Regions from separate parts of the Mus musculus genome. Here all the other regions are linked to region 3. A link is a contact called in public Hi-C, HiCAR-type and promoter capture Hi-C data. All regions are on one chromosome and are shown on one strand. The core of a region is the stretch at or near the end of the contact, and the rest is flanking DNA. Distances in the headings are between cores, read along the strand shown.

Region 1 (3,965 bases), core at 1,065-3,564, 1.5 Mb after region 3:
TTCAAAGGCTCTGAAACGGATAGAATGTTCTAGAATAGTGATGCTCAGCCTTCAACAGAACAGAGAAAACTTGGGAACTGTTTGAGGGTTTGGGCCCCAGATGCTGACCCTACCTGGGGAGGTAGAACATTCGAGAGCGTAGCTTAGGTAGCAGAAATGAGGCTGGGAGTGGGCCTTGAGGGTGATATCTACTGGATGTGGTCCAAATTTTGTTTCTACCAATGTATGAAAAGTGTGAGGCAAGCCCCTACCTCCGTGGGTGAGTTGCCCCAGACACTGAGTCCTCCCTACCATAACACATTGACAGTTTTTAAAACTTGTGGCCAAAGTAAATTCTTCTCCCATTTCTGCCAGGTTTTCAGTCACTGTCACAAGATAAGTAACGGCCACTGAGACAAATAACACAGGGCTTCTCGTGGCAGGCTAGCTCACTGTCGGCTGGTGAGCTTGGCATTGGGCAAAGTATCAAAGACCTGGCCTAGTTATTTAGAGGACTGCTCTGAGCCAGTCTCAAACATCCATCTGTAATTCTGAGTAATTACTTGCCATCGGGTATCCCTTTATCTAAGGCTAGGATGGACAGGGGCAGCTTCTATGTAATTGAGGCTAGGATCCTGAGTACCCTGGTAAGTTCCCTGGTCTCACTAATTCTTGTGGGTTTAAAAAATATTTTGTGAGCTGTGTGTGTGTGTGTGTGTGTGAGAGAGAGAGAGAGAGAGAGAGAGAGAGAGAGAGAGACTTGCCACAGCATGCATGTAGAGGCCACAAAGCAATTTGTGAGAGGAGGTCTCTCCTTTCACCGTGTGAGTTCTGGGGATTGAGCTGAGACCATCACCCTCCCAGCCACACCCCCACCCCCAATTATTTATAACTTCCACTAGTACAGAGAGATGATAATTTCCCCCAACATCACATAAGCTAAACTCAAGGCTTTAGACTGTTTCTTCCTTCTTCTTGCTGCCTTTTGTTTGGGTCCTGGTGAGTGTCAACATGGGCAATTGGTCACAAGTCGGTCTTCAGCCTCTTCTCTCAAAATTATTCATGGTTTTAGTCATCTTCATTTTTCTGACAGGCCCGGGACCTAGGGATTCCCACAGATGCAGTTGTTTCTGTAGGCTACAGGCTCAAAGTCAAAGGCAAGTGTTGTTGTTGTTGTTTGTTTGTTTGTTTTTCTCTTAGGGACTCTAAAATCATAGGAGTGACAGGGACCACATTCTTAGATGCTTAAAAGATACTTGCTTCCAAAAGTGTGCCTTATTAGACTAGAAGAATATGACAGAGAATTTCAGAAACCATCGATTTCCCAACTAACAGGCTAGTTTGGAATTTTAAATACATACCAAGATATTGATAAGATCTGTTTTTTTTAATTATGCAACTGACTGTTTTTACTTTCCCACATTTTTGCCAGAGCATTGAATGCAGCCTGTAAATCAACAGCTTACAACAAATAAAAACTGTATCGTACTCTCTGTCCCCTTAAAGCAGTTCTTTAAACATTACATTACTTGCCGTTCTCCAGCCCAGGACTGGGGAGAGCCGGCTTTGTTGTCTCCTTTTTAACGAGGGTGCTGAGATGCGGGCACTGTCCAAGGAGGTTTTCTTAAATGCTTGCTTTCTTTGATCGCCCCTGGCCTTCAGCACCACAGAAGGAGTGCATCAAGGTTTGGGGGAAGCAAGCGTGGATGGAGGTTACTTGAAATGACATCTAACCAGCCTAGGCCTTCTGGCTAGGGTTGTGACAAAAACTGGGGATTCAGGGTTACGGACACTCTGGACCACATTCCCAAGCTAGGGCTTTTCAGAGGTAAGTCCACCTGATGTCAAGCCCTCGGGAATTCACCCGGCTTACACTTACACGCAGGGGGCTTGAACTGAGGAAGTATCAATCTCATGAAGTTGTTCAAAGGATATCATTAAAATGCTCAGAGATTTTTAAATATCTGAGCTCTTTGTGCTGCTCTTTGTGGGTCTGGGAGTTCTTCCTGCTCAGGGAGTTGCGGGAGCAGGGGAAGCATTTTGATCCATCTGCCCCAGATTGTTGCAGCTAAGGGCGGGTATGTGATTTTTCTTTGCAGGCAGAGCACAGCCAGAGAACCCTTGGGGAAATCCCAGGCCCTACAGGCCCCACCCAAGCACCAAGCCACGCCCACACCACCCAGAGACACGCCCCAGAAGGCCCCGCCCCCAGGTGTTCTACCTTCTCCACGCCCCCTTCAGCAGGCCCCGCCCCTTCCGCCCTTTCTCACCCGAAGACCGGCTCTTTTACCGGCTTCCCCTCATAGGCTCCGCCTTTCCTTCCAGTCCCGCCCCTTCCTTGCCGCCGGTGCTTCCGGTCGCGTGGGTTTTCCGAGGGTGCCGTTTTGCTGGCCCGGTGGTTTGGGCCATGGGGGTCCCCAAGAGGAAGGCGTCAGAGGGTCCCAGCAGCGCGGCGTCCCCCGCTGGCACAGTCAAGCGAACGCGAGCGGAGGAGTTCACGGGCGTGCGGTTCAAGACCCTGCTGAAGGATGCGCAGGGCCCAGGACCGGGTGAGTGGGAGCGGACTCCTCAGCTTCGGGGCAGTAGCCGGCACAGCGGCGCCTCGGAGCCCGGCTCGGAGTTAGTCAAGAATAGTTCAGTGAGATAGCTTGCTTGGGCTGTCAGTAGCCGTTCCCATAGTAACCAACTGTCAACCCTGATAATGGCGGGATGTCACGTGTAACAAGTTCCATAAGGACCTACAACTAAATCGAGTGACTAGGATTGTCCGGACCGGTAACCGAGAGGGGCCAGATTCTGTAATTTAATTTCACTCGCTGCAGAGTGTGACACCACTTCACAACGACTTCTAATCGTGCAAGGAGTACATTGGTTGTGAGGAGAACCACAGTTGAACATGTTACCATGTTCAGACGTCAACGCGGTGGTAAAAACAAGACAGCGAAATATTTCTCTTAGGTTAACAAAACTACAAAGTTAATAAACTATCGCAGGGCTTGATGGTTCGTGCCTTTAATTCAGCACTTTAGAGGGAGGAAGAGGCAAGAGGATTTCTGTCAGTTGAAGGCCAGCCTTATCTTCTTAGAAAGTGCCAGACCAAGTACACCTTGACTTCCAACATTAGAAATATTTGAAGATTAAGGATAGAATTGGTGCCATCCTGACAGTGTCATGTTGGCAGAGCACTCCTGACTGCTGCTGCTGCTGCCAGTCCAAAGAAGAGTAAGCTGTCCGTCTCCCTGAACTGCCCTGGGCTAACTCAAGCCAGGGGACTCGGTAAACACTATATAGTGAGACCCTGACTCAAAAAGTATTCTCAGCTAATGTTTTTCTTACAATTTTTATTTTTAAACGTTTGGTGCCTCGCCTTGGTCGTTTGCTTAGAAGATGACACCTTTGCTAGCACAGAATTTAGCGCCCCACACACTTATTCGATATTTAATTGCAGTTGCTGTTTGTTAGGTAGAGATGTAATGGGCGAATAAAACCCTGGCACAGGTCTTGCCATTGCAAATCTGATAGTTTGGGAAAGCAGGTGACCAGCAAAGTCACATAGTCACGGGTCTTCCAGAAGGAGCCAGCTATCCATTGTGCCTAATGGGCCTGGGACCTTGATCTGTGAAATCAAAGAAGGCTTCCCCAAGGAAGCAGGTTTTTCATGAGTTGTAGAATTGTATAGGGAAAGGAGCCTTCCTGGCAGAAGAAAAGCGCCAGCTCGGTTCCTGAAAGGCTTCTGTCTACATTTCAGGGGACAGCTAGGTTGGCAGGTACATGACTAATGAAGTGATTGAAAGACGTTGCGAAGCTGAAGTCAGTGGGTGAATGTGGGAGTTTGGAGATTTTTATTTGACTATAATGTCAGGATTTTTCTCTCCCTTTCCCTCCTTGGTACACATTGAGTTCCTGTCATGGGAATGCTCTCAAGGATTGGATTGGTGGGTGTGTGTTGGGGATTTTTAGGTTGCTCTTGCTGTTCCCTTTGTGTG
Region 2 (3,462 bases), core at 234-2,733, 1.6 Mb after region 3:
TTCCAGGAAAGAAGAAGAGACTACAATGGCTAGCTGGAGGATCAGAGCATCAGTGATGTGGAGAGGTTGGAAGTTCAAAGCCCAGTAATTTGGGGTTACCTTGAGTCCCCTCCGTGGTCATTTACTCCCCTCCCTTGTATGTGGCCATATCCTTCTGACTATTAGTTAAATACTTTAATGTGTACAAACAGATTCCCCAGCTTATAACCAAAATGCTAAGAGTATGGCCAGGTAGCATCAGGGTCTACAGCAGGGTCCCACTGCTTTGCTGTAATCTGCCTATTGGTGTACCTTCCAGTGTATTTGCAAAGTCTGTTGGTTTATGGTATTCTTTGCTCCGTTCCGTCTTGGCACACCTCAAGCAGGACCACAGGATTCCTGGCGGTTAAAGGTCGATACGCCTCAGGGACTTGTTGAAATAGGTTCCAAAAGGAGTCATTTCTTTGCCTCTGGGCTGGGCTGTTATCCTAGCATGTGGGAGGCTGAAGCAGGAGGATCACTGTGGGTGAGCTACATAATGAATTCCTGGGCAGCCTGGACAAAAAAAAAAAAAAAAAGATTCAAAAAACAGAAAGTCAAAATCATATTCAGAGAAGGCAAAATAGCCTTTCTAGTTTCCAGCCTGGTACCACCTCGGTCAGGTCAACGACTTAGGATTTGAAACTTTTTGCTAGTGGCCAGAGATACGAAAATAGGTGGTAAGTGTGATGTAGTTTAGTGAAGCGAACTGGGTAGTGTGACTGGGGGGGGGGGGGGGGGGGAGGGGGATATGGTGGTCTTTGCGTGTTGTTTCTTACTGATGCATCCAGGCTGTTCGTGGTGGCGCGCCTTCCCTCTAGCCTGTGGTCTTTGAAATCAAAAGCTGACTTTCTTTAGACTGACCGTCCTTCCCGCCCTGGAGTAGGGTGAACCATACTCTGACCCAGACACACGCCCACTCTGTAGCCACAGCGATGCTGTCCCCTCCAGCTTCTCATATTTTTTCCTTGCAGTGCTAGTCTCAGTAACGCTGGGTCCTTGAGGCAGGGGGCGTCTTTGGCTCGCCACAGACCCCTGTTTTTTTCTAGATGTAGGAAAGCGGGTCTCCGGGAGCAGACGGGCTAGAATCAGAGATGTGACTTGCAGTACACCGCTTGGAATTCCTGGGTCCACTTTCGGCTCCGTGAAGATGGGTCTGCTTACCCAGCACGGGCATGCCCGCTAACAGTGTGGAGGAACTAGGTGAGCTGCTACTCATTTAATTCGAAGCCTTCAACTTTCTCAGCAGCGGCGGAAGGAGCTGAAATGCCCGCAGATAGCACCCCAGCACCCCAGTTCACCAGCTTTCGCTCAGGAAGACCGCAGGACGCAAGCGCAGTGAGCGCGGCTCGCGCGCCGGTCAGATGGCGAGCATGCGCCTTCGATGCAGTCGGGCCCTTCTTCAGGTCCCACCCCTTCGGGCGGTGCCCCGCCTCTTGCACCTTGCGCATGCGCAGAGGTATTATTCCCGTGAGGTTCCGGGGCGCGGCAAATTCGTATGTCATGGCTGCTTCCTGGTCTCTGGGATGTTCCTTGACCGCTTGTGGTTAAAACCGCCTGGCTATGTCGAGCGAGTCCCCCCTGCTGGAGAAGCGTCTGTCGGAAGACTCGAGCCGCTACCTGCGGCTGCAGAAGTGGGCAAACATGTCGAGCGCAGACGCGTTAGGGCTAGAGAAGGAACGGCCTGAGGAGAAGGCGGCCGCGGCGGAGAACCCGCTGGTGTTCCTTTGTGCCCGCTGTCGCCGGCCACTGGGCGACTCGCTCACCTGGGTGGCCAGCCAGGAGGACACCAACTGCATCCTGTTGCGCAGTCAGTTCGGGCCGCCCTCCTGCGTCGGGGTTTCCTGGGGCTGCGGGGGCTGGGGTGGGGACGAGAGCTGTCCCAGCAAACCGCAGGAGAGGCGTCCCTGTGGGTGGCTCACGAGTGACAAGTTTTTTCCTGGGTCTTCCATGCCCCCCAAGGGCAGCGGTTGAGCGTCATCCTGACGTTTTAGGAAGGTGCTTCCTTCAGGGGAGTGTTTTCACATCTGACGGACTCTGTCAGCTGCTTTGGGGACTTAGCTTAGTGTCCTTGGGCAGTCTGTTCAACTGCTTGTGCCTCAAGTTTCTCGTCTCCAAAACGAGGGATAATGATGGGATAACGGGGACGATTAAATAAGTGTATGGTATATGGCCACAGAGTAGGCGATGTCTTTACTGGGTGAGTCCCAATGCTCTTCGCTGGGTCATTTTGTTTATCTCTTAACCCCACTGGTTTTCAGAAAAGGATGTGAAGTAATCCTTGTTCCACCTCTTCTCCCAGAAGGCCCCCATCCCTTTAGTGCTGAACCACGGGAGTACCCCACTTCCCACCAGTCTTTGGGCTCTTTTTTTCCCCTAGTCCTCTAAAATACAAGTTAAAGTTGAGTTAAAAGTTCCTGTCTGCAGGTGTGTAACAACAAACCACACTAACAAAGTGTTGCGACTCTCTTTCCAGGCGTCTCCTGTAACGTCTCTGTGGATAAGGAACCGAAACTGTCCAAGTGCAGAGATGAAGACGGTTGGTAAGTAAGATATTTATGTGAATATGTGAGAGAAAATTTTATTTTATTTATTTATTTTTGGTTTTTCGAGACAGGGTTTCTCTGTATAGCCCTGCCTGTCCTGGAACTCACTTTGTAGACCAGGCTGGCCTCGAACTCAGAAATCAGCCTGCCTCTGCCTCCCGAGTGCTGGGATTAAAGGCGTGCGCCACCACGCCCGGCTGAAAACTTTAATTTTAAGGAAAAATCTTCTACCGACCGTTCTGTGAGATTGCTTGAGATATAACTTTTCATGGTAATTGAATGCATTGAAAAGAAGAAAGGATCCATTATTTGATGGTGATAGCCCCTTAAGATCGGAAAGTGGGAGTTTCTAAGATTCTGAAAGTGTATTTAACACTGATTTTTAGGGCTCTGAGTTTGGTGCCAAAGAAAATGGAAAGTAAAGCAGAAAATATCTATCTTAAAATCTCCAAGTTGAAAGTGTCCTATTCCTGTCCCAGTGCTGCCTGTCTCTTCCTTGTACTGGCAGACAGAAAATACTAATACAGAGCCCACACCCACAGCTGACTGGGCTACGCAGACAGGCCATCTGTGGCTGTAAGTCACTAGTCCCAGGTTCCATGTGCTGGGGCCGAGGGGACAGATAACTTGTCACGGCTGACTACTAACTAGTGTTGGCAAGTGCTGTCCTCAGCAGACTGAGTAGAAAGCTCTGCCTTTTATGTTTGCTACCCCAGAGAGGAGCCGTGTCTTGCTGAGGTGTAGAAACTAGTTCAGGTAGTACCTCAATCAGAGAATCAAGAGGTGGGACTGACTTGAAGGTTTTAATAATGGTTTTAGTAATATTCGAATATAAGTGTTATAGAAACTGGCAGGGAAATTGCATTGACATTGATAAAGATGATATGGGTGTGACAGA
Region 3 (3,703 bases), core at 636-3,135:
AAAGAAAATACCCCGGGGTCTGGAGGTCTGGCAAACACATTGCACTTAGCAGCAATGTGACCTTGGCCTCTCAAAGCCTCCTTCATCAGTAAATTCTCCTTCAGAAGTTGGCCAGTAATCGCTAAGAAGCATGAGTAACACACAGCAAGCATTATTGTCTTGATAATGTCTCTCCTTTGCTAATGGTCCTCAGATAACAAACAGCAATAGGGCAGGATGTAGTCTGGACAAGATGCCAGGCATGGGATAAAGAATAAGGGCAAGAAGAAGGAGGACAGGACTCTACTCCAGGTGGCAGTAAGGGCTGAGCATGTGACCTGGGAAAGCCATGTGGCTCCTGAGCCAAAGCGCTCTTGGGATATCAGCGTCCAAGGAGTAAGTCTCCCACTCTGGAATTCACAACTCTCTGCTCTGTCTAATGTCACAGGACATGATGCCAAAAAGACTAGCAATCTGAGTGTTAAGAGGTAAGATCTCTGAGAAGGAAGCAGGGGGCTGTGGGCGTGGCTGAGCCAGAGTGCTAACGCAAAGCTCTCGGTTCAGCCCAAGTAACTCACAACCCAACCTTGGTGGTACAAGCCTGTAACCCTAGCACTTGGGAGGTGGAGGTCAAGGGATGGGAGTTCAAGGTCATCTAAGGCTACAGAGAAAGACTGAGCTGGAGGCCAATCTCAGATGCACAGAATCCTGCCAAGGAAGGAGAAAGAGAAGAAAAAGAGAAGAGGAAGAGAAGGAGGAAAAAGTAAAAGCAAAGGGGAATCTGTACTGCTATGGAGTGGGTGGGGTGGGTAGAGGAGAGCGAAGGGCCCAGAGCAGCCAGGTTCATTTTCACCCACTACTTTAAATTTCAAGGCAGCTTGCAAGCTTTCTGCAAATGGGGATAACCAAGAAAGCTAAACATAGCAGTGAGCTGTCTGCTCTGATATCACGGACTCCTGGTGCCATTCAGAAGCAAGCAGCAGCTGGCAGCAGAGGGTGAGCCAAAGCCACTGGGGTAAGGACAGCTGGAGGCCATTAAAATATATGAAATGCAGGGAGCTGTCCAGGCTTAACCCTTAACGACAGAAAATAAAACTGTTTGTAGTTTTGATCTTTATTGCAAAGTATCCTGCCAGGTTTTATTCTAGAAACAAAGAAGACATTCACTCACTTTGATTATACCAATTTAAACGACGTGGACAATAGTCTGCTCACAAGCTCCGTGTGCTCCTTGGCGAGGCTAACAGAGTCGAGGGTGCACCTATCTCAGCATATAATGCACTCACCTATCCTAGCAGCTTGTGTCAACTGTCTGAAGCCGTTTTCACTCCCAGTCTCTACCCCTTTCACTCCAATTCCTCAGCCAACCATTTAAAGTATCGGTAGGTTCAAATCGCCATGACCCCTGGACCTCACTTAGCCCACTCAGCACAGGCCTTGGTTTTCAAGAAACCCAGAAGCACCTTATCCGGGTGGGTGGCCAGATTCCAAATTTCAAGGCTTTGGGGAGCCTGTGAGTTATGGTGCACTTCCCTACTAGATGAAACGACACGCCTTGTTTAAGCAACTTTGGCGCCTTTGCGATCTGGGGCACCACAGGATCAAACGGGGATTTGCTATCCCTGGATACTTGGGAGTGCCCAGTCCCAGGTTCTCGCCCCCAGGCATTGCCTCCACGGGGGTGGGGGGTGGGTAGAAGGCCAGGAGTTATCATCGCTCCCTTCCTGCGTCACCAAAACAAGGCGACAAGACTATTAGAGTTCCCAAGGGCTATGTAGCCGTAGGCAGCAAGTGTCATCATGGGAGAAACAAGAACGCGGGATGACCAAGGGATTCCCCAGAGCCCCAAAGACTCACACACTTACACTCAGGGCGGCGGGGCCTCCTCGCTTGCTGCTCACAAACCACGACTCCCACAATCCCGTCGTGAAAACTACAAGTCCCGAAATGCACCGCTCGGAACGGAAGCGCCATCTTGAAAGGCACCACTTGATACGCAGGCGCAGTGGCTTTAGGGCGCCCGCAGATTCGCTAGTATTAAGGAGCGTGTTTCTCCAAGCGCAGGCGCTATGGGCTTCAGGCCAGTTGCGCAGGAATCTGAGGCTACTGCAGAAATCCAAGTAGGAACCCTGAGGGTGGTCCGCAGGGGTTAGGGTTCGGCCTAGGACCCTTTGTTCATGTCCACTGGTCATTGACTCCTGTTCTATACAGCTGAAGACAATAGGTCCCAGGTTTTTTGTTTTGTTTTCCAGGCTTAGCATTCCTCCAAGGGGACAGACAAGAAGAATGCATCCCGGTTGAGATAACCGATAGATACCCAGATTTTAGGTTCCCAGTTTCATTTCTAGCCAGTGAATCCCCAAAGTGCCGGGTGGGGAGACGCAGACAGCAGCCCTGTCCAAGGCTCTGGAGAGGCAAAGTTCTCACCGAGACCTCCACCTCATCTCCCTCTTCTGTGGAGGGGGGAGCGGATGCCCGGTGCTGACACTAATTGCGGGGTGAATTCTTGGACCCAAGAAAGTTAGCTTCAGATCTCATCATGCCTCTTTGTGGAGATGAAGTTGAAAATGTTAGCGTGCAGAGGGTTTCACAGACCTGGTTGTGCTAACAAGAGAATATCACGTTGAGACTGTCGTTTAATTTAACTCTACAAGGCCTATAAAAGGACACACTATAATTGTAATATTTCACAAATGATGAAACGGAAACACAAAGGATTTTTTTTTCTTTCCCGAGGCTGAGGCCAGCTCGTGCCAGACCTGGGGCTCGCCATAAGTTGCGAGACTGGGATCAGCCCCTATCACCTGTTCCTTTTGCAATAGCTTTGAATCTGCACTGAAGTACTACTCAGATGTGTAGAACTAGCAGACTAAGCAGAAAGACTCTAAAGGGAACATGGATAGAAAAACAACAGCAACCCAGCTGTTTGACTTGGCATTTTCATTTAGAAAGCTTTGGTTGAAGTTGATACTGGAGGGAGAAGCTGGGGTAAATGGATCAACAACTGGATGCCCATCCAACTTGTTAGTTATCTCCTGTTAACACAACAAAATGCTTGACAGAAGCAGCTTAGGTTATCTAGACTAGGTGAGTAGAGTCCACAGCTGGGAGGAGAGTGATGGAGGCTTGACCTCTCTTGGTCTTCTCCTTCAGGTTCCATCCAGGATCCCAGCCCAGGGAATGGTGGCACCCATTTAGAATGTTTTCCCACCTCATGTAACCCAATCTATATAATTCCCACAGGCATTCCCAGAGGTGTGGCTGTTACCCTAGTCTAGATCCTGTGATGTTGCCCATATTAACTACCACATAAAGATGTAGCATTTCTCCTGTTCCCCCTAAGTAAAATTGACTGATTGATGTCCATGTTATAACTATATTTTCCAGTGAGGATGATAAAGTATGTTTAATGAAAGCCTGGATTTAACCACCTGTACGTTTTCCTGGAGAAACAGATAAGCCAAGGGGAAAATTACAAACTCTGGGAAAGGGTGTGTGTTTTGTGTTGTGTTGTGTGACGTGCAAGGGGCATGCCCAGCAGAGTCTTAATGTTTGTATTTCAAAGAGATATTTCTACATGCTAGAAGAATTATTCTTGCTGAGTCTCTGTGTTTGCATTTCTAAGAGACATTTCTTTAGATGGAAGAAGAATTATTCCTCAAAGAGAAAGAGAGAGGATTTTGTAATTGCAAGCTTTCTCACTGCTATAAAAGAGGGTTCCATA
Region 4 (3,499 bases), core at 877-3,376, 1.5 Mb before region 3:
CTCAAGTGCTGGAGTTGAACTTGGGCCCCAGACATGGCGGCAAGTACTCTCCCACTGAAACACAGCCCAGTCCTCTTTCCTTTTTATTTTGAGACAGGTTGTCTAGGCTGGCCTTGAACTCACTCTGTAGCTCAGGCAGGCCTTGAATTTGTAGTCCTACTACCTCAGCCTCCACAGTGGATAAAATTACAGATGTACCACAAGGCCTGACTTCTTAGTCTCTCTTAAGAGCTACTTACCATCAACTCTGTATTTGACCTAGCATCCCTTTGCTAGGTAAAACTCTCAAATGTATTGTTGGGCCCAGCAAAGATCTGCCTGCTTGCTACCTGACCCCTCCAGCCAGTACTTCTGCAAATGTACTCATCTATGCATTTATTTTGTTGTATGATTTAGGACTTCTATAAGGCTGGGGATACAGCAACATAAAGAACATTTGCCTGGCAATCAGGAAGTCAGCCACTTGTTGGGTAACCCAAGACACACACTCACCACCACCGCCACCCCCATTACTCACAGGAATCTAAATCCTGTTCCAGGACCTTAGTCACTCATAATTGACACAGGATAATTTCTATCACTATCCTGGGAATAAGAACTCTTTTGGCGCCGGGCAGTGGTGGCACATGCCTTTAATCACAGCACTCGGGAAGCAGAGGCAGGCGAATTTCTGAGCTCGAGGCCAGCCTGGTCTACAGAGTGAGTTCCAGGACAGCCAGGGCTACACAGAGAAACCCTGTCAACAAACAAAAGAGCAAACAAACAAACAAAAGAGCACAAATTGCTCTTACAGAGGACCAGGATTCAGTTACCAGCACCCCATGGGCCAACTCATAACTAGCAGTGAGGGTTCAGAAGTCCTCATCTTCAGGTGCATAAGACACACACACACATAAACTGTGTGGGGGGAAACCGTACTAACAGGCAATTTAAAACAAAACATAACAAAAAATGTGAAGAATACTCAACCTCACAAAAAAAAAAAAAGGCAGACGCGATAAAACTAGGTAACACTTCATGCACACTTGGGGCTATCACATCCCAAATGACGGAAGTAGCCTAATGAATGGACGGAGACCTGCATTCTTGAAGAGCACCTACGGGAGGTGCTTTAACCTCCGGAAATCCTTACCGCTCGCCAACGAAATTACATAACACAGTAGTACCGCTTTTTTTGCCTTTGAGACAGGACTTCCCCTTGTCTCCCTAAATTGTCCTAGAATTTGCCTGCTTCGGTCACCCGAGCGCTGGGGATGCCAGGCATGGGCCACCGCAGCCATCCTTCAAACATCAAGGAAGTAACTTTCCCCGCTTAAGACCTCAGGGCCGGCAGAGAATAAAACTTTGCAGGAATCATCAGGTGAAGCCACGCCCACAATGTTTTGGACCCGAAAGTGTAAGTCCTTTTCTGCGACCACTCCCAGCCACCTCCAAAGGGTTTGCCACCAATGGGCTCGGCCCGAAAAGGCAGGGGCATGCCAAGCAAGCGGAGGAGATGAGTCCTAGCCTCCGCTCCTCCGAGCCGGGACCGACAGGGACGGACGCGTGCAGGAACCGCGCTGCACCGCAGCCCACGCCGCCCCGACGAGGCCCGGCGGCTGCTCCCGGGGCGGGCGGGTCGCGGAGGGCGCGGCTCCCACAACAGCTGTCGGGCGCCGCAGAGCCGGAGGGAGGGAGGGAGGCCGCCTCGGCTTGCCCCGAGATGCCGCGAGCGCACCGGCCGCGCGTTACAGCCGCTCCTCCGAGCGAGGAGACATGGCGGCGGACCCTTGGCCCCGCCGCGACCTCCCGGCCGCCGCGCCAGCCCTTGAGTCGCCGCCGCCCACTGCCACCTCCTGGCTGGCCCGCCTGCCCGCCCTCCTGGGACCCGGCCCGCTCCTCCCCTCGCGGCTGCTCACCGCGCTGAGGCGGATCCCGGTGGGTGGCTGCGCCGCCATCTTGAGTGAGCTACAAAGCCAGGACCGGCCTCGGCCGCAGCCCGACTGGGAGGCTACGAGTCCGCCGCGGGCTTCAACGCCCCGCCCACTTCCGGGGCGGAACCGACAACACCAGGCCACACCCACTCATTTCCGCCTCGGGCAAAGGCGAATTAGGATTCTCAGCAGAGGCTTGCCCGAGCGGGCCTGACCTGCTGCGCGCGCAGGACCCAGGCGTTGGGCGCATGCGTAGGTGAGCGGGCGGGCGCGAGCTCCTCGCCTCGCGTAGCTGGACCTTGAGATTGAAGATTGGCGCGAAGAATGATGTGTAGAAGCTAGGCAAACTCTGATGAAAATCGCACTGCAAAAGTGTAATCCATGGCCGCTGGTAATGATGTTACTGGAATCTTACAGGACAAAATGAAGAAAATAATTACTTTTTGGGTTTGCCTGAAAATCATCAGCTTTTATCCTGGTAGTGGTAGCGCACGGACACGTTAATTCAGTGTGTGTGGAGCCCGGTACTGCAGCGAGTAGCATGTAGAAATTAGTCAAGAAAGGGATGCTAAATAGTACAAGTAAAGAGAAGGTTAAAAGATTTGCAAGAGTATTTACTGCAGTCTTAACGATAGTCATATTTTTATTTATAAAAGTTCAGACGGGCAGTGGTGGCGCACGCCTTTAATTCCAGCACTTGGAAAGCAGAGGCAGGCAGATTTCTGAGTTCAAGGCCAACCTGGTCTACAAAGTGAGTTCCAGGACAGCCAGGGCTACACAGAGAAACCCTGTCTCGAAAAAAAAAAAAAAAAAAAAACAACAAAAACAAAAAAAAACTAAACAAAACGAAAAAAAGTTCAGTTCATCTTCTGCTGATAAACAATTTAGTATCCTTTATTATAGACCGCTGTCTATTAAACACTACAGTATGGGATGGATCCTCTCCTTTTCCTACACGTCAACTGTGTTTTCTCTTCATATTTTAACTGTAGGCTTGTAAAAACTTAAATACTTTTAAATTAATAAGGGGATGTAAAATTAAAACCTGTGGTATTCACTGTTTTTAAGAGTGAATAAGAGGCACAAGATAAGCAAAACTGGTGTCTAGTCTTGCAGAACAGGTGGCTGTCAAGACAGTTGAACCATGATGGCCGGTCAGTGAGCCGTGCAGTCAACCTAGAGAGTGTCAGCAGCCCAGGCTGCGCAAATTCTCCACTGAACTGCAAATAGCTTAGTCTAGAAACTCCCCTGTGGATTTGACCAGAGGTTTGTTCCCATGGGGATTCTAAATCTTGTCAAGTTGACAGGATTAACAAGCAGGTCAGCCTTGTTTTCCTGTTTCATCCGAGTCTGGTTGTCTTTGCGGGGAAAACAGTGCCTAGGGTGGGACAAATACTTGTTCATCAGGGAAGAGGATTCCCCACGGGATGCAGCTGAGGAAAGCCTGTCTCGCCACATTTTCTTGAGATCCACATAATCGCTTTGTTTTTCTTTTTGAAAGAGAGCCTCCTGTAACCCAGGCTGGTCTGCTTTGTACTTGAGGTTGACAAACTCCTGACCCTCTTGCCTCTATCTCCTAAATCCTG
Region 5 (3,896 bases), core at 192-2,691, 1.6 Mb before region 3:
TACATTGCAGAAACACACTAGCCACCTCCTAACTCCCTTCCAGGAGACAACAACTTATCTTCTGGCAGAAAATGCAATTTCTTTTTTGAAACTTTGTAAATCAAAGGAAGTATTAGCAGAAATGCACACCATCAGTCCCCTTACCTGCTATTCCCCTCTTCCAGTTCTTTAGAGCAAATGGGCAAAGCACAGAGCACAGGAGCTAGGCTCAGTATTACTATTTTGAGACAAGGTCTCACCTAGCCCAGGCTGGACTCAAACTCACTACTGTTGAGAATCTCAAACTTCAGATCTGTACCGTATGGGTATTGGGGATACATGCCTGGCACCACAGAGCTCTTCCTAGTTTAGTATTCTAAAATACTGAGAACCCACTTGTAACAATGTAGCAAATAGCCGGGCCGTGGTGGCCCACGCCTTTATTCCCAGCACTTGGGAGTCAGAGGGTTCGAGGTCAGCCTGGTCTACAGAGTTCTAGGACAGCCAGGGCTACACAGAGAAACCCTGTCTTGAAACAACAAACAAAACAAACAAAAACAATGTAGCAAATGTTAAGAAAGCTAATCTTCTCAGCATTCCTTGCTTTCCCCAGGCCTCAGAACTTAGTACACTGGACTAGGTGGCAACCCGACTTGAGTTGCTGCCTTCAGTTTTAAACAAAGGAATGAAAACGTGAGCTCCGCGTAGAACCTCCCCGTATCCTCCCGCCTGTCCATTTACCCTGACGGCGGTGTCCACCCCCGCGGATGCCAGCCTGTGGATCTTCCAGGTTGCCCCATGCTGGAAGTCCAGGCTGTACACTGGCTCCTTGTTGTGCCAGGCGATTTCACACGTGATCACTTTCATCCTCCAGAGTTTCCGCCAGGCAAAGGGAGGCTGGAAACGTTAGCAAAGAGTTAAACAGCGACCCTGGAACATGAAGGGCGAGCCGGGGAAAGAGCACAGAAGCCATTAGCGACGCCGACGGCTCAGACACCTGCAATCTTCAGCTAAAATGCTCCCGCAGGTAGAGAGACTTCCACCAGTGTACGGTTCCGGAAGAGAAAGAAACCAAACACCCCAGACGGAGGCGAGGACGGGCAGCACAGAGCATCGTGTTGAGGTGGGGTCCCAGAGACCGGTACCGGAGTACTGGCTATCATCCCGGGGAGCAGCAAGGGAGGGAGTTCACGGGGAGGGGCGCGGGTCCGGGCGGCCCAACCCGGCCTGGCGGAAGGCGCGCGAGTCCCGGTCCCGGTGGGGACTGTGGTCTGGGACGAACTGCCTTCTGCCTGCGCCCGCGCTGAGATCAGAACTCACGGCCCCGGTGAGGAGCTGCAGCCCAACCCAGGTCAGAAGCGCGGAAGCCGGGTATCAGCAAACCTACCTGCAGTAACTCGGTCCACCCGGGGCCGCCACAGCCCGCAGCTTCCCGCGCGCCGCAGGCCACGCCTCCGGTCACGCCTCCTCGGGGCGGAGTTCCGGGGCGTCCCGCCTCCGCGTGGGCGGGGCTGTCACAAGACAAAGTCTCTGAATGGGAGGGTCCAGGGCATCCCTCCTCCCAGTGGCCAGCAATCTCCCGGCACCTTGGCTTCCGGTGGGCGGAGCTCTGGGCTCTTTTCTTTCTCGTGGGCGGGGCTGTCGCGGCTCGTGGCTCCTGTTGGGCGGGACTGGGAATCCCATTCCCGCGCCTCGGAGGAGTCCAGGCTCGTCCAGCTTTGACGTGCTAACCCGAGATGCAAGACGTCCTACCTACCACGCGTCAGTGTCACATGCTCATCGGACAGATCTTCCCGCCTGGAATTTACGGTCTAGAAAGAAAAGCGGGACTAGAGACGCAGGCAGCTGATTGCACGCTTAGCCAACAGCAGCGGTTCTGTCACCAGCCCCTGCCGGTGATCTCAGCACTCCAGAGGACCCTAAGAGGAAGGTTATCCTCAGCTACAGAGAGTTCCAGGCCAGCCTGAACTAAAGACTAAACAAAAAATATATAACATTTCTTATAGGGCAGATGGGAAACTTTGGGACTCATCTAATATAACCAAATAAGAGTGTCCCAGGCAGTGGATATTTGAGAGCTGTCCTGCCCCACCAAATATCTCAAAATGGCTCTGGAGTTTCAAAATGTCAATAAAACAGCAATGCCTTCGCCCTCTCTTAGCGATGTGACAGACGCCTAGAATGGTTGTTATGATGGTAATCCCAACACTCTGAAGGTGGAAATGGGAAGATGATCAGGAGTTCAAGGTCAACCTTAACTACACAGCAAGATTGAGGCCAGCCTCATGAATGTGTAGGAACTTCCATTCCAATTATGTAATGGTTAATTTATCCACCATGACCTTCTCAATAATGTCACATATTTTTTAAAGATTCTTGTCTCCTATGGTTTTGACTTCTTACAGGCCAGCATATGAAAGTTAAGGTTTTTTTTGTTTTTGTTTTTGTTTTTGTTTTTTTTTTTTTCCAAGACAGGGTTTCTCTGTACAGCCCTGGCTGTCCTGAAACTCATTCTGTAGACCAGGCTGGCCTCGAACTCAGAAATTCACCTGTCTCTGCCTCTCAAGTGTTGAGATTAAAGCCATACACCACCACTGCCCGGCGAAAGTTGGGTTTTTATAAAGAAATGATCTCAAGAGCTGGAGAGGACTCAGCATGTAAGAGCACTGGCTGCTTTGGTCAAGGCCCTGGGTTCAGTTTCCAGAACCCACATGGTGGATCATGACACAGTTCCAGTTAACCCAACACCCTTTTCTGACCTCCAAAAGCACCAGGCACACATATGGTGCACATGCATACATACTGTGATGGCTTGTATATGGTTTGCCCAAGGAGTGGCACTATTAGAAGGTGTGGCTTTGTTGGAGTAGGTGTGTCACTGTGGGTATGGGCTATAAGACCCTCATCCTAGCTGCCCGGAAGCCAGTCTTCTCCTAGCAGCCTTCAGATCAAGATGTGGAACCTTCAGCTCTGCCTGCACCATGCCTGCCTGGATGCTGCCATGCCTTGATGATAATGGACTGAAACTCTGAACCTGTCAGCCAGCCCCAATTAAATGTTGTCCTTATAAGAGTTGCCTTGATTATGGTGTCTCTTCATAGCAATTAAATCCTAAGACACATACATACAGGCAAAACTCACACACATAAAATTTAAAAATCTTTAAAAAAAAATTGGGCTGGTGAGATTACTCAGCCACTATCTTCTGAAGGTCCTGAGTTCAAATCCCAGCAACCACATGGTGGCTCACAACCACCCGTAATGAGATCTGATGCCCTCTGCTGGTACATCTGAAGTCAGCTACAGTGTTCTTATGTATAATAATAAATCTTTGTGCCAGAGCAGCAAGCAGAGGTCCTAAAAATTCAATTCCCAACAACCACATTAAGGCTCACAACCACCTGTACAGCCTGTACAGTGTACTCACATACATTTATGCTTTTTTTTTTTTTTTTGGAGACAAGGTCTCTTGTATCCCAACCCATTATATAGCTCTCAAACACGATGTCACCTCACCTGAGAATGACCTTAAGTTTCTGCTTCTTCTGCTGACTACTTCCTGAGTGCTGGAATTGCAGCATGCACCACCATGCCTGATTTATACACTGCTGATGTATGCACCAGGGTCTTGCGCTCGCTTCCTGAGTTGAACTACATCCTGGCCCCAAGGTATACCTTCTACATTAAAAATACAGAATAGGTTTACAACAAAATAAAAATATACAAGATAGAAAGATTCTGCAGGAAAAACAATCCAACTATCCACTCTAGATCTACCGTGTAGAAACTGTGTCAGAAAGCTACATCATCTTAATGTAATTACCAAATCACAAAAATGTTTCTCAGTGCCATTTTGTCTAAGAACTCACTTATCAACATCAGTAAACCCAAGCCATTTCTATCTGAATTATTAACAT
Region 6 (3,864 bases), core at 1,292-3,791, 1.4 Mb before region 3:
CTTTTATTCTGCCAAGTCTACAAAGTTGCTATAGCCACAAAGTCTATAAGCTCCCTGCACCCACCCCCACCCCCTGTTCCTCTAAGGAATTTTCAGTCTGAACTCCAATACAACAGCAGTCCTGAAATATCCCAAGCATAGTTTGTTTATTAAGTGTCCCAGAACAAAGATTCTCAAGCAGGACTGGGTCTCTAGTCTAACTTGAGGAACTACTTAAATAACTGCAGCTGAATAAGGCTGACATGAGGTGACAGAGGGTAGGCTAGAATACTGACTGAGTCTGGGCTGGGGAGGTGGCTCAGTCAGGTAAGTGCTGAGCACCTGAACCATCCCCACAACCCAGATAGAAAGGCCAGATGTGCTGGGTACACATTTGTAATCCTAGCACAGGGCTCTGTCCACCAGCCTGGCCTAACCTGGGCTCCCGGCTCAAGGAGAGACTTTGCCTCAAAATAAAAAGGATGTCTTTCCTGAGAAAGGAAGCCCAAAGATTGGCTGCAACTCACTCTCTCTCTCTCTCTCTCTCTCACACACACACACACACACATTCTCACACACTCTCATACACATACTCACATACACTCTTTCTCTTACACACACATACACACTCTCACACACACATACACACTCACACACTCTCTCCTCTCTCTCTCTCTCTCTCTCACACACTCACACACTCTCATACACATACTCACATACACACTCTCTCTCTCACACACACACACACTCACACACTCTCATACACATACTCACATACACTCTTTCTCTTACACACACATACACACTCTCACACACACATACACACTCACACACTCTCTCTCCTCTCTCTCTCACACACACACTCACACACTCTCATACACATACTCACATACACTCTCTCTCTCTCACACACACACACACACTCACACACTCTCTCTCATACACATACTCACATACACTCTCTTACACACACATACACACTCTCACACACACATACACACTCACACACTCTCTTCTCTCTCTCTCTCTCTCTCTCTCTCTCTCTCTCTCACACACACACACACACACACACACACACACACACACACACAGAGCTATCCGAGTCTGGTTTGGACAAGAGAGGAAAGAGGAAGGCAAGCTATCAGCAAAGGAGTCCTCGGAGCCCACAGGTGTGGACTCTCATGATGCCAGGAAGAGCTGCATCACTGAGACGGTGAGTGTCCAGGATGACAGAGAGCGCCTGGCTGCCCTTGGCAAGGAGGCTGTCAGCCAGGTATGAACAGGCAGCAGGTGCAGTTCTTTCTCTGTGAGGGCCCAATGCTGGCACAACTGCACAGGTAAGAAGCTCAGAGGTTATTCAAGCGAACCCCTTCAAAATACGGGCATGGGGAATTACAACACTACACAGTTTCTGTGTCAGCTCTACACTGATTTCACTTACGAAACACACTGGAGTCCCACAAGGGACATTACTGCCGAAAGATGGGGATATTAGGGATTAGTGGTAGGCATAGGATTCGGGCTCAGTTCTGTTATACAATGGCTAGGTCAACCTCTAAACAGCCCCTCTCACAAGCCATCTCCAACACCTATTTTTGTGAGATACAACCGCAGTTCAGTGGGCTGATAGCGCTATGGAGGCTACAAAAGATAATACGCAAAGCCCTATGCACACGTGCACCCGATACCTTTACCTTGAAACAGAAAGCATTCGTAGGAGTGCTCTCGCCTTACCCATTCCTAATTTCTAAGCTCAGGTGAAGACGCAAAAGCCATCTGCTGGATCCGGAAGTCGGTTGTAAACATGCTTACAAGGAAGGAGTATGATGAACACAGTAAAAGCCGACAATCAGCAGCCTTCCTATTTACTTGCTGATAATGTCCCTGCTTCTACAGCGCATCAACCCTCTTTACCAACTGGCCCAGTTTTGAATTCGGTCTTTTACACTGAGATCAAATAGCACTAGAGGGGGGAAAAAAAGCAAGACACCTGACACTTCACAGGAATAGCTTTTAAAGGTGGGGTGTCCTCAACAACCCTACACAGGCTTCCCGAGATGGGGACTGCTGTCACCGGGTGAGCACCTCCTCCGCGGCTTATCCGCCGGCGCAGGGGCAGGCTGGCTGGTGCACGCCGGCTGCTGGGACACCATTAGGGAACCTGGAAGCCCTGCCCAACAAAGGCTGAGCTTCCAGAACGGCCCTGGGCCGGCTAGGCTGACAGCGGTGGCCATTCGACCTCCACCTGCGGCCCGAGGCCCGCTCGCACGGACCCTGCCAGGCGCAGAAGGCCGGGTCTGAAGCCCACACCCACGCGCGGCCGTACCCGCACTGCAGCAGACGCGCCACCGCCCGAGCTCTACGCCTCTGCCGCTCCGGGCCCGCGGGGACCACACTTACCGGCGGCCGCGGACCTCGGCGGTGGGCGTGGGACGGAGCCCGTCGGCTGCGGGACAAGGCGGCTCTGCGCTTCGGCAGAGACCTCGAAGGCGGAGGTATCGCTGCGCCTCCGCCCAGCTGCCGCCACTCCCGGGAACTGGGCGGCTGGGGGCGGGGCCGGAAGGCGGGACCTCGGGGGGCGGGACCTGGAGGCAGGCCCTCGGCGTGGGGCGGGGTCCTTAGCGGTGACTGGGAGGGGCCATTGTAGGCGGGGTCATGACGTTGCGCGTGAACGGGGGCGGAGCCTTAACGGTATGGCGGCGCCTCTCTCCTCGTGGGCGGGACTCTAGGCGTGTGGGCGGGGCCTTGGTGGCGGGGTTGGTTTGGCCTCTGCGGCGTGGGGCCGCGCCCTGGTCAGTCACATAGGGCGGAGAGCGAAAGAGGAGACTTGGAGGCGGAGGGGTTGGGGGAGGGGTCTGGCAGAGTGGGTGGGGCCTCGGTGCTCAAGGCGGGGCTCTGGACGCGTGGAGCTGCCAGTGGACCGATGGTGGGTGGGGTCTCTGAGGGCGGGGTTTTTGGGGCTGGAGGCTGGTCTAAACTTGGGGGGCCAGTGGTGGGCGTGGCCTTGCGATGTAGTCGGGTAAGGTCTCACATAAACAGGCAGGTAAAACCCTGGGCTTGGGGGGTGGGTATGGGGAAGGGGGCTGAGTATGGGGAACCTTTGGGATAGCATTGAAAATGTAAATGAGGAAAATACCTAATAAAAAAAAAAAAAGAGAAAAAAAAAAAAACAACAACAACAAAAAAAAAAAACCCTGGGCTTTCCGGACTCTGGGAGCAGGGCCTTCCCAGTGTCGTGCACCCTTGGGCTTTGCGTCAGGACCACACCCACAATCTTCATCGTGGGGTGGAGGCAGGAAGAATCCCAGGTAACAGGAACAGAAGGCTTGGGGGTTCCGGGTTAAGGTGTCCATGCATCCTCGAAGAGTGATGGGGTCTGGGAGCTGGCAGGATTCACTCTGACATTGACCGTGTCTTGATGACGCCAGCAGCAGCGCTGCCAGATGAAACAGCGCCTTCTACCGACTAAGGTTATTTCAGTGATAGCCTATTCCATGAAAATTTTAGAAAGAGCTATCTAGTGCTGGCTAGTTTTATGCCAATTTGACACAATCTAGAGTCAGCTGAAAGGAGAGAACCTCGATGGAGAAAATACTTTCATAAGATCTGGCTATAAGCAGACAAAACCTTATTTTCTCAATTAGTGATTGATGGAGAGGGCCCAGCCCATTGTGGGTAAAGACATACCTGGGCTGGTGGTTCTGTGTTCTTTTTTTTTTTTTTTCTTATTTTTTTTATTACATATTTTCCTCAATTACATTTCCAATGCTATCCCAAAAGTCTCCCACACCCTCCCACACCCTCCCCTACCCACCCATTCCCATTTTTTGGCCCTGGCGTTCCCCTCTACTGGGGCATATAAAGTTTGCCTGTCCAGTGGGCCTC
Region 7 (3,579 bases), core at 931-3,430, 1.7 Mb before region 3:
CCAACAAGTGCTTGCTGACAGGAGCCTGATATAGCTCTCTCCTGAGAGGCTCTGCCAGTGCCTCACAAATACAGAAGTGGATGCTCATAGCCATCCATTGGACTGAGTACAGGGTCCCCAATGGAGGAGCTAGAAAAAGGACCCAAGGAGCTGAAGGGGTTTGCAGCCCCATGGGAGGAACAACAATATGAACTAACCAGTACCCCCAGAGCTCCCGGGACTAACCACCAACCAAAGAGCACACATGGTGGGACTCATGGCTTCAGCTGCATATGCAGTAGAGGATGGCCTAGTCGGATATCAGTGGGAGGAGAAGCCCTTGGTCCTAAGAAGGCTCTGTGCCCCAGTGTGGGGGAATGCCAGGACCAGGAAGCAGGAGTGGGTGGGTTGGTGAGTGGGAAGAGTGGGGAGGTTGCTTTTCCGGAGGGGAAACCAGGAAAGGGGATAATATCTGAAATGTAAATAAAGAAAATGTCCAATTAAAAAAGAAAAAGAAAAAAAAAAAGACATAAAGTCCACTGGCTTACTCTGACGACCAGGCTGCCCACCCCAAGGTCACTCAGAACTCAAGGCCATTCTCCTTGTAAGTGGGTTTGCATCATCTCTCCCTTAGCCCAGTCTCCCCAGGTCTAACCTCAAGCAGTTAAGCACATGGGCTGAGAGTCTGTCATTTCAATCACCCACTCACTGTAAGAAAGCCAAGGTGATACGCAAGGCTTTGTGGTCCTTGGCTTGCGGTTGGAGGATGCTCCAGCATCTTTACACTGCTGCAGAGCTGACAGCTCACACGGGATTCCAGGAAGCCGTTCGGCTGTCTTTTTGAGAACTGTGGAGTCCTGAGGTTTGGAGGCTCCAAAGCAGGTCTTGTTGCTCTGGGACCAAATTTAAACTCCAACAGAATGGAATGTCCTATCTCTAGAGACTTCCTTTCTTGGAGATTTAAGGTCCCTTCCTAACAGATGGTCTGTTGAGGGCAGAACCTGGGTCAAAGACAAAGTGGTGAATGTCGGATTAGCAATAAGAAACCTCACAAAACACACTAGGATGCCTTGAAACGCATAGGTAGGGAAGGGGGAGGCGAGCAGAAACTGAGGACCACATTTGACTTTGGGTGTAATTTCTGCACCCCCCGCCCCGACATCACCCCCCCCCTCATGTCCCTCCCCCACGATCCAGCCTGGTTTTTACTTCACTCTCCTGCTGCCTCTGTGACTTCAGTGACTGCTTTCCCCATCTGTTCCTCATCCTGTCTCCTGCCCCCTCTAGCCCCCCCTTGTCCCCTACCCCCCCTACCCCCGCGCAGAAATGGAGCCTTTCTCCCAACCTGTTTCTTTCTGCTGCTGACCCATTGCCACGGCAACTCTGCAGCGCAGCAACATACTTCCTCTTCCAGTTCTTGGCACTTCAGAGTAAAAGACAAAAAAAAAAAAAAAAAAAAGTCTGCTGCAGTGGTGCAAATCTCCCCCTTCTTCAGTGTGTTCACTCAGAAAGCACAGCTCAGCCCCTGTTTCTCGCTCCTAATCTCTGCTTCTCCTTCTGAGATTTATAGCTCAGATATATGTCTGCCCCTTCTTCAAGCTAGCTACAGGCTGGTGTCTTCATCCATCACCCTGCCTGCTATCCATCTCACACCGTGGTCAGTCCTCGAGGGCCTGCTGCACCGGCTCACCCTCTTCCCGTTTGCCTGGTGCGTTCCTTTTTCCTTTCTTCTTCTCCTCCTCACCTTAGTTCTCTTCCTCCTCCTTTTTCGTCTTCTTGCTCGTTTGTTTGTTTTTGAGACGGGGTCTTACTGCGTAGTTCTAACTAGCCTGAAACTCCGAGATCTGCCGGTCTCTCCATCCTGAGTGCTGGGATTTAAGGTTTGTGCCACCAGGGCCAGCCTCCTTGCATTTTTCTAATGGAAATTTTACACCTCCCCAGAGGACAGCAGTGTCAGGCACCTGCCTGGCCACCTAACATGGGTGAGGTGGGGTGGGGAAGAGTCCTTGTCTTTTCAGCAGCATCAGGCACCTGCCTGGCCACCTAGCCTGGGCCTCCTTGTCATCTCAGCAGCATCAGGCACCTGCCTGGCCACCTAGCCTGGGCCTCCTTGTCTTCTCAGCTGTTTGCCGTTGCACATAGTTCCCAGAGGGTGTTGGGAGGAACAACAGTCCCAAAGAATGGTCTACCAAATGAAGCACCATTCAGTAAAGAAATTGTTTCCTTAAACACACGGTCCCTAAAGACAAACAAGCATAGAGCTCGTTATTGGGGTCACATGGGCAAACATGCCTTGGGGACAGTTCATTCTGTGTGTCAACTTGGTTGGGCATGATCCAGATATGAGTCCAAAAGTTATCCTGGATGTTTCTGTGAGAATGTTTGTTTCTGTCTCAGGGCAGGCAGAAACCTGGAGGCAGGGGTTAATGCAGAGGCCGTGGAAGGGTGCTGCTTACTGGCTTGCTCGCCATGGTTTGCTCAGCCTGCTTTCTTATAGAACCAGGACCATCAGCCCAGAGATGGCCCCGCCCACAATGGGCTGGGCCCTCCCCCATCAATCACTAATCAAGATATCCCCTGTAGCTGAATCTTACCGAGGCACTTTCTTAATCAAGGCTCCCTCCTTTCAGGTGACTCTAGCTTGTGTTGAGTTGACATAAAAACTAGCCAGCACAGTTAAATCGATACAGTAGACAGCAGAGGGCATTATGCCCATGATGTAGGTGGCCTCATTTCGTTAGCTGGAGACCTAAATAGACAGGAAAAAAAAAAAAAACCCACTGCCAAGGGGGTACTCTGTTTAGGGAATGGTCTTGAAGTCGAACCACACTATTGACTCTCTGAGGGACTTTAATTAGTATATGTGCATGTATGAGTTAGTCTGTGCTCCTCAGCTAGCCTGTGCACCTGTGCGCTGTCTGTGGAGATCAATATCAAGTGTCCCCCTCAGTTGCTAGCCACCTTACTTTTTGAGAGAGGGTCTCTCACTGAGCCAGCTTGGCTGCCGGTTGGTCGAGCTCCGGAATTTGTCTCCCTGCACCCACCCACCCGGGGGTGACAGGCATGCATAGCCATGCTCAGCTTTTTCTTTATGCTTGCACGACAGTTTACCCACGAAGCACTCTCCAGGTCCTTGTCTGTCAGTATTTCTAAGCTCACTTTAAAGATCAAAACAGGCACAAGACACATATGCAAGGTCATTCATAATGGGGAACAGAGCTGGGACCCAGCTGGCCCGTGTGCCTGCAGGCTGCTTAGCTTCACAATCTGCCTGCCTTTCCCTGGTGCCAGGGTGGAGTCTCTTATACCAAAGTGTCTTGTGCATGTGGTATTGATAAGCTTGGGTAGTAGGTAGACCGAGTGGCTGAAGAAACGGGAAGCAGTGTGCATGCCCAGCCTTAAGCAAGTGTGGACTAATGTGAGTCTTGTCTTCTGCTGGACAAGACCTATCTAGACCCCAGGCTTCAGTGGAGATGAACACACCATGGAGGTGACCTGGGCAGTGACCAGGTGATGGGGGACAATTCCCCTGGCAATAAAGTCATTTACAAGTTAATCTTTACTTTCAGTCTCTCTGTCTTTCCCTCTCAGCCTTGCTGT

What was found. Promoter capture Hi-C pulls out the DNA fragments that hold promoters and counts their contacts. Hi-C and Micro-C count contacts between places; a contact is called where the count stands out from the background. HiCAR-type assays count read pairs that join an accessible place to other places. Capture Hi-C pulls out chosen DNA fragments and counts their contacts.
Region 1: a contact with region 3 is called in a promoter capture Hi-C map of liver, with 3 times the contacts expected there. The contact joins the promoter of Urb1 here to the promoter of Smim11 in region 3. A contact is called at or near these places in 1 of 39 promoter capture datasets (pre-B cells) and 1 of 9 other capture datasets (liver).
Region 2: a contact with region 3 is called in a Hi-C map of B cells, with 7 read pairs. The contact joins the promoter of Mis18a here to the promoter of Smim11 in region 3. A contact is called at or near these places in 2 of 39 promoter capture datasets (liver and pre-B cells), 1 of 484 Hi-C or Micro-C datasets (B cells) and 1 of 9 other capture datasets (liver).
Region 4: a contact with region 3 is called in a HiCAR-type map of fibro-adipogenic progenitors, with 6 times the contacts expected there. The contact joins the promoter of Morc3 here to the promoter of Smim11 in region 3. A contact is called at or near these places in 4 of 39 promoter capture datasets (hippocampal neurons, liver and neutrophils), 1 of 484 Hi-C or Micro-C datasets (muscle stem cells), 2 of 115 datasets of contacts at active chromatin or transcription factors (fibro-adipogenic progenitors and large pre-B cells) and 1 of 9 other capture datasets (adipose tissue).
Region 5: a promoter capture Hi-C map of hippocampal neurons shows a contact between it and region 3, with 2.8 times the contacts expected there. The contact joins the promoter of Chaf1b here to the promoter of Smim11 in region 3. A contact is called at or near these places in 2 of 39 promoter capture datasets (hippocampal neurons and liver) and 2 of 115 datasets of contacts at active chromatin or transcription factors (astrocytes and large pre-B cells).
Region 6: a promoter capture Hi-C map of neutrophils shows a contact between it and region 3, with 5 times the contacts expected there. The contact joins the promoter of Dop1b here to the promoter of Smim11 in region 3. A contact is called at or near these places in 3 of 39 promoter capture datasets (cranial neural crest, hippocampal neurons and neutrophils), 1 of 115 datasets of contacts at active chromatin or transcription factors (astrocytes) and 1 of 9 other capture datasets (adipose tissue).
Region 7: a contact with region 3 is called in a promoter capture Hi-C map of liver, with 4 times the contacts expected there. The contact joins the promoter of 2410003I16Rik here to the promoter of Smim11 in region 3. A contact is called at or near these places in 3 of 39 promoter capture datasets (the C10 cell line, liver and pre-B cells).

What each region holds. Positions count from the first base shown.
Region 1 is chr16:90,808,762-90,812,726 of GRCm38.p6, reverse strand. Urb1 (URB1 ribosome biogenesis 1 homolog (S. cerevisiae)) reads left to right here and starts at 2,314. Exons shown (of 39, transcript NM_029497.1): 1 at 2,314-2,528. The coding sequence starts at 2,387.
Region 2 is chr16:90,725,392-90,728,853 of GRCm38.p6, reverse strand. It overlaps Mis18a (MIS18 kinetochore protein A), which reads left to right and starts at 1,483. Exons shown (of 5, transcript NM_025642.1): 1 at 1,483-1,828; 2 at 2,495-2,561. The coding sequence starts at 1,582. It overlaps Gm17518 (a long non-coding RNA gene), which reads right to left and starts at 1,434. Exons shown (of 2, transcript XR_876238.3): 1 at 1,183-1,434; 2 at 1-534.
Region 3 is chr16:92,299,485-92,303,187 of GRCm38.p6, reverse strand. It overlaps Smim11 (small integral membrane protein 11), which reads right to left and starts at 1,885. Exons shown (of 4, transcript NM_138743.2): 1 at 1,845-1,885.
Region 4 is chr16:93,830,748-93,834,246 of GRCm38.p6, reverse strand. Morc3 (microrchidia 3) reads right to left here and starts at 2,126. Exons shown (of 17, transcript NM_001045529.3): 1 at 1,899-2,126. The coding sequence starts at 1,937. It overlaps Gm30881 (a long non-coding RNA gene), which reads left to right and starts at 1,155. Exons shown (of 3, transcript XR_876266.3): 1 at 1,155-1,396.
Region 5 is chr16:93,881,446-93,885,341 of GRCm38.p6, reverse strand. Chaf1b (chromatin assembly factor 1, subunit B (p60)) reads right to left here and starts at 1,441. Exons shown (of 14, transcript NM_028083.4): 1 at 1,367-1,441; 2 at 721-876. The coding sequence starts at 846.
Region 6 is chr16:93,710,584-93,714,447 of GRCm38.p6, reverse strand. It overlaps Dop1b (DOP1 leucine zipper like protein B), which reads right to left and starts at 2,541. Exons shown (of 37, transcript NM_027293.1): 1 at 2,380-2,541.
Region 7 is chr16:94,009,256-94,012,834 of GRCm38.p6, reverse strand. 2410003I16Rik (a long non-coding RNA gene) reads right to left here and starts at 2,180. Exons shown (of 4, transcript XR_003951876.1): 1 at 1,724-2,180; 2 at 1,325-1,402; 3 at 1-980.